Linked DNA regions of Ovis aries: region 1 is linked to region 2. A link is a contact called in public Hi-C data. All regions are on one chromosome and are shown on one strand. The core of a region is the stretch at or near the end of the contact, and the rest is flanking DNA. Distances in the headings are between cores, read along the strand shown.

Region 1 (3,014 bases), core at 288-2,787, 130 kb after region 2:
GGCCTGGGATTTTAATTTTTGACAAGTGCCCCAGGTGATCCTTATCACCAGGCAAATCCGAGAAACCCAGTGGTGCAGAACCTCTAAATTAGAAACGTCTTGGTAGCTCATGGTGTCTCGTAGCTCCCCGGAGCCTCTGAAGCAGTGCACCTGCCCTGATGTGATAGCCATGAGCAGTTTCAGCGAGGGCCTGGGCTGGTGGTGGAGACTTCAGGCCTGCCTCTGCCTCTCACTGGCTATATGACCGTGGACAAGTCCCTTTGAACTTTTCTTTCTTTACCTGTAAAATGCAGGAGCGGCTGGACCAGGCAGGTTGCTGAGATCACTACCAGTTCTAAAGTTCAATGACAAACTCAGTTTACTGATGTTTGAGAGAACTCCTCTCCAGGGGAGCCCAGGAGCTATTCTAAGCATGTCAATATCATCATTTGCCTTTTCTTTTTCTTTTTCCTGTCCCTCATTTCATATAAAGTGGTTTGGTTTTGTTTTTTAAAGTACTCATTTTATTTTCTTTTAACCCAGTTCTCTCCAACTCTGGCTTTTGATACCAAACAGTTCAAAGGTTGGATCTGAGTTTGGAGAAATCACTTTTCAACTGAAGAGGGTGTGATTTTGGAAACCAGATTTTTAATTGAATAACTTATGTCTATAGCCTATTGGGTAGGTCTTTCCAGAGTGTGTCTTCTCAAATGAAAAGCTCACACTGTGTTTCAAGTACTCCTTTCCTTCAATCCTGCAGTACTTGAATAGCTAAAAACCCTGCACTTTGAAATAATCAGCAGTTGCTATCTGAAACTGAACAGAATTATGAGTGAAATAACCTAGATACTTTAAAAAAAAAATTATTTCCCCCCCTGCTTCCTCTACTTTGCTCTAGGACAGACAGGAATATTAATAGTGGATTTGTGTGTGGATATTTAAGGGGTAAAGGGAGCCATATGAGGGCCTGGGTGTGGACCCTCTTGGTCACAGGTGGTTGTAGTTTGGGCATCGGTCCTAGTCACGTGACAGTCGTGTGTTGTTTTCTGACCATCACCAGGTGATCCTAAACGGCAACATCAAAGACCGCTGTTATCTGAAGAGACTGAGGCTTCTCTGGTCTCGACTTGGCTTCGGTTTCTGTCTCACACACACACAGATTCATCGTCATGACTTTCCCCCCAGGTTGTTATTTTTCAAGTGCACGTCTCGTTCATGTGCTTTCAGCACAGATCGGCACTTTATCTTCTGCCCCTCGATTTGGAAGCTCGTCTCTTCCCCCTCTATTACTTTTCCCTCCAACCCTCAACCGCAGCTGTAATCTAGAAAATTCACAGTCATGTTTCCCGCTCCTACCTTCCTGACCCAAGACTTTTTGTGAAATCAGACAAACGAAGCAACAACCTAACGGGGCTGAACCACCATCCCAGGAAGCAAGAGTCTCCTTTTCGTTTGCCTTAGGACACACCCCTCAATCTGTTCCAACTATATAGCAGCCAGGTACCAGCTCCATTCAGGAGGAGAAAACAGTCCAGTTGTCACACACTTGGCAGAGACAGGGACAGGAGTCCCTGGAGCCTGGTGTGCCCGGCAGTTCTGTTGACCCACGCAGGAGAGGCAGGGCTCAGAGCATTCCCTTTGTTGCTGGACAACCGGATTTTACCCCACACGACCGTGGGGGGCCATGCACAGCTGAAGTCTTTTTAGCGTGTGACTCTGAATGGCACTTTTTAGCTCACATGAAATCAACTGAGGCCTTTTGTTCGAGCTTCAGGCTCTCATGCATGGAAATGAGAGTGTAACTGTGGCCGTCTTACAGGAAAATTCTTGTTTGTTCCTGAATGGGAGCACAGAGGCATTCAAGCCTGATAAACAAGGGAGGAGGAGCACTTTATATGTCGGTCAGCTTTTTCCTCCCTCCCGCTTGCCTGGCTTTTCTGTTCATTTCTGATGATAATGTGGCAGCTCTTCTTGCTCCTGAGGTCCTCTTGGGGCTAACACAAGGCTGAATTTTCAGAGTGTTTGAATATTATATTTTAAAATCAGTTTAAGGACATAAATTGCAATGGCCTAGACAATTCTGTTGCTGGAAGAGCATGTTAAAAAACCAAGCAGGCTTCTAGCAACATTTTTCCAAGTTTTTCTCCCTGCCTGTGTAAACAGTTTTGAAGACAACAGTGAGTAACTGATCCCAGTCAAGTTAGGATTGTGCATGTTCAGTCACTCAGTCCTGTCTGACTCTTTGCGACCCCATGGACTGTAGCCCGCCAGGCCCCTCTGTCCATGGGATTTCCCAGGCAAGAATACTGAAGTGGGTTGCCATTTCCTCCTGCACGGGATCTTTCTGACCCAGGATCAAAACCCCGTCTTTTGTGTCTCTTGCATTGGCAGGTGAAGTGTCTACACTGAGCCACCTGGGAAGCCCAAGTTAGGATTATCTGACTTGAAAAATGGTCTCAGGTCTTCCTGATGCACTTATATCAGTAGCGAGTTTAACAGTCTTAAAGAAAACCTCCTACCTTCTCTGATGTGAGTCTGTACCAATGATTCCAGGGCAGAATGAAGACAGAAAGTTATTTGTTGTCACTGTATTCCTTGAACCTCCGGCGAGCATTTCCCACATGCCTTAGGATGAGAATATACTTGCCAGAGGAGCATCCTTTCCTGACTTGGTATTAATGTAACCAGGGTCCTGACACTTGGATTCTTCTCCTGTCTCTAATTCACACTGGTCTGTGGACAATCTCTTCCCCTCTCTAAGCCTCGGTTACCTCACCTTAGACCATCTCTAAGTCCACTTCATCTGTTTACACGTCCTTTGCCAGAACATTCCCAACTGGCCTTCTACAGCCCTTGTAAGTGGACACAGATAAGTCAAGGCTTCGGGCCTATCTTGAGGGGACTTGGAGAGAGAGAGTGAGCTACTGCATTCAGCCTTTGCTGGTGAAGAACCTTGATTTTTCCCAAAGCCCCGTGTCCCCAGCTGGCTTCTCTTCAGAGCCTCCATTGTCCTCCCAGTAGCCTTTCTGTCCCAA
Region 2 (2,819 bases), core at 52-2,551:
AAGAGGGGTACTGCTCTGTACCCAGACCAGCCTCAGTAAAATGTGTATTATTGCTAGAGTAAGCTGGCACAGTCCTGACCACCTGCCACCCCCAAAACTGGAGAAGCCCCAAACTGGCTATTATTTGCCCCTGGAGGTACCCCTGTCTCCAGAATACTTCCTATTCCAGTTCTCTGACCCACAAATCTAACCAAAATTCATAAGACTGATCAGATGATCGTACTTACAACTTGAAGAGGAAACCTTGGGTCTGTCGTCACCATGCTGGGCAGGCAATGGTTTATAGAGCTATTAAAGTGGAGACTTCCCTGGTGGTCCACTGGCTAAGACTCTGCACTCCCAGTGCACTGGACCCGGGTTTGATTCCTGGTCAGTGAACTAGATCCCACAGGCCACAACTAAGAGTTTGCAAGCTACAGTTAAAGATGTGCTGTAACTAAAACCTGGTGAGGCCAAATAAATAGTAAATAAAATAAAAACCTTTTAAAAATAAAATAACTGAGTTAACACATTTAAAAAAAAATAGAGTTAAAGGGGAAAACACAGTTTTAAAAAAGAGTTATAGGGGGAAAAAACCTCGAACCTTAAGAGTTGAAGAATTTGACTTTAATGAAATGGTGGGTTAAGAAGTATGACTGGCCAGCCTGTGAGATGCAAGATGGACAGGAGTTACAGACACCAGTGCAAAGACAGTGAGCACTGGGGTGGGGAGGGGGGGTGGGCGACTCCCCAGAAATCAGGTAGGGGGACAGGCTGCCATCACAGTAGGGAATCAGCCACCAGTCTCACTGAGAAACGGGGAGCTTGAGTCTCCTGCTATAGAGCTGCCGTCTTCCTCCTATCTGGTGCTGCAGGAAAATCTCACTCCACCATCCCTGCCCATGCCAGCTGGGCCGTCAGGAGCACGCCTTCCTCCACGAGCCTGGGGGGCCTCACAAGCGCCCAGGGCCTTGGCTCCTGATTCTTGGTTCTTTCAGGCCTTTCCCATTCACAGAGGGACTCAGGCTCAGACAGCTGCCTCTCCGTGAATAGCAACCCTTGTGCCTGCTTCCCTGAGTTCCTGAGAACCAGCCCAGGCCTGTCTGCCAACACCAGCTCCCCAGAACAAAGGATGTGTTCTGCCCTGTCCTCCATATTCCATCTCCATCAGGCAGAGCACAGATCAGCTTATCTGCGCCCACCCAGCATAAACAGGAGTCCCTCACAAGACATCAGCAGAAAGACAAAGCCCAAGTTAGATTCTCGGTGGACCACCCTCATATAAGAGGTTGGCCCAAAAGTTAGTTTGGATTTTTTATACGATGTTATGGAAAAGCCTGAACAAACTTTTGGCCAGCTCAATACTCGAGAACCTAGCCATTCAGACTAGAACACCAAGTCTGAGCGTAATTTAGTTATTTCTTTTCCTGTGCGTGGAAAGTCTTTTGGAGTTTTTTCCTACAGGTTATAAAAGTGATTTGTACTCCCATGGAACAGTTGAAAAGTCAAAGTATAAAGACAAACAGGGAGAAAAAAATGTACCTGGAATCTTACCACCCAGAGGCAAACTATTAATATTTTGGCATATTTCTTTTCTATTTTCGTTCTATGACTTTTATATTTCACTTGAAATCATACCAAATACATAATTTTGATCCGGTATTTTCCCCATCGCATTAATGATATTCCACAAATTAATTCACGGCTGCATAACTGTCCACAATATACACTGGCTGTAATTTGCTTCATTTGATCAATCTTCTGCTCTTAGACATCTAGGCTACATCTGCTATTTTGCTGACTTAAATTACGTGATTCCTATTTCTGCATTAATTTCTGTCCTTTCATTTTGGAGTATTTCCTTAAGATAGAGTCTCAGAAATGGAATTGTAAAGTCAGAGTTCCAAAGGCTACAAAATATTTTCAGAATCTTCTTTCAAAGGGTCAAATGGCTTTTCTGGAAGCCTGTCCATCCCATTAGTTTATGAAAAGGCTGTCTCTGCAAGACAATTCTAAGCTCCACCAGGTCCTAAGGCCAAAGCTACATAGGGTGAGGGGGACATGACTGAGCTTGAGGTGAAGGAAGAGTAGACCCAGCCAAGAGGAGCTGGAATGCAGAACTAGGAAGGCTGAGGCTCAGCGAAAGCACCAAAATTTGAGGACGCTTTAAAAAAAATAATTTTACTCATTTATTTGTTGTTCTGGGTCTTTGCTGCTGCTTGGGCTTTCTCTAGTTGTGGTGCCTGCGCTTCTCATTATGGTGGCTTCTCTCGTTGCAGAGCACGGGCTCTGTGGCGCAAGCTCAGTAGAGATGGCGCATGGGCTTAGCAGTTCCGTGCGCATGGGATTGAACTCCCGTCTCCTGCACTGGCAGGCGGATCCTTTTACCACTGAGCCACCAGGGAAGCGCCTTGAGGACACTTTTAAGACATGAATTCTGGAGGACACAGCCTCTCTCTTAGAAAGAGAGAAACCTCTGGACCCCATGACTGAAAGGAAAGACAACCAGAATCCTGTGGCCAGGCTAAGATCTGAGAAAAAGCACCGGGTGTGATGAAGAAGGGGGTCTAGGGTCCCAGAGTTCTTGTTCATTCCGAAATACTAAGGTCAGTCACTTGGGGATGGTGTGCACTAGGGGTATGTCTGGAGAAAGGTCAGGACTTGATCTTAAAGAAAATAAATTTAGGAATGGATAAGGGGAGTTGGTTCTAAAGCTGGGAAAGAGAGGATAAGCGTAGTTTCAGATGCTCTACTGTGAAATAGGCATGAATATGTCAGAGAGGGAATCTAAAGCTGGCTCATCTCACCTTATTGATTTCTACTGTTGCTCGAATGAGTCA

What was found. A called contact is a pair of places that touch in the nucleus more often than the background predicts.
Region 1: a contact with region 2 is called in a Hi-C map of hypothalamus, with 4 times the contacts expected there. The contact joins two enhancer-like sites. A contact is called at or near these places in 3 of 16 Hi-C or Micro-C datasets (hypothalamus, muscle and tail adipose tissue).

What each region holds. Positions count from the first base shown.
Region 1 is chr18:20,015,589-20,018,602 of ARS-UI_Ramb_v3.0, forward strand. It overlaps ABHD2 (abhydrolase domain containing 2, acylglycerol lipase), which reads left to right. Exons shown (of 11, transcript XM_004017743.5): 11 at 1-3,014. Among named protein-coding and RNA genes, the nearest start is that of RLBP1, 23 kb to the right of the region's middle. Within about 2 kb of position 1,538, at least 13 of the 54 cell types and tissues checked have an H3K27ac peak or open chromatin away from gene starts, as enhancers often do. A contact at or near this core is called in hypothalamus, where this site is marked.
Region 2 is chr18:19,885,975-19,888,793 of ARS-UI_Ramb_v3.0, forward strand. No RefSeq gene overlaps it. Among named protein-coding and RNA genes, the nearest start is that of ABHD2, 23 kb to the right of the region's middle. Within about 2 kb of position 1,302, at least 9 of the 54 cell types and tissues checked have an H3K27ac peak or open chromatin away from gene starts, as enhancers often do. A contact at or near this core is called in hypothalamus, where this site is marked.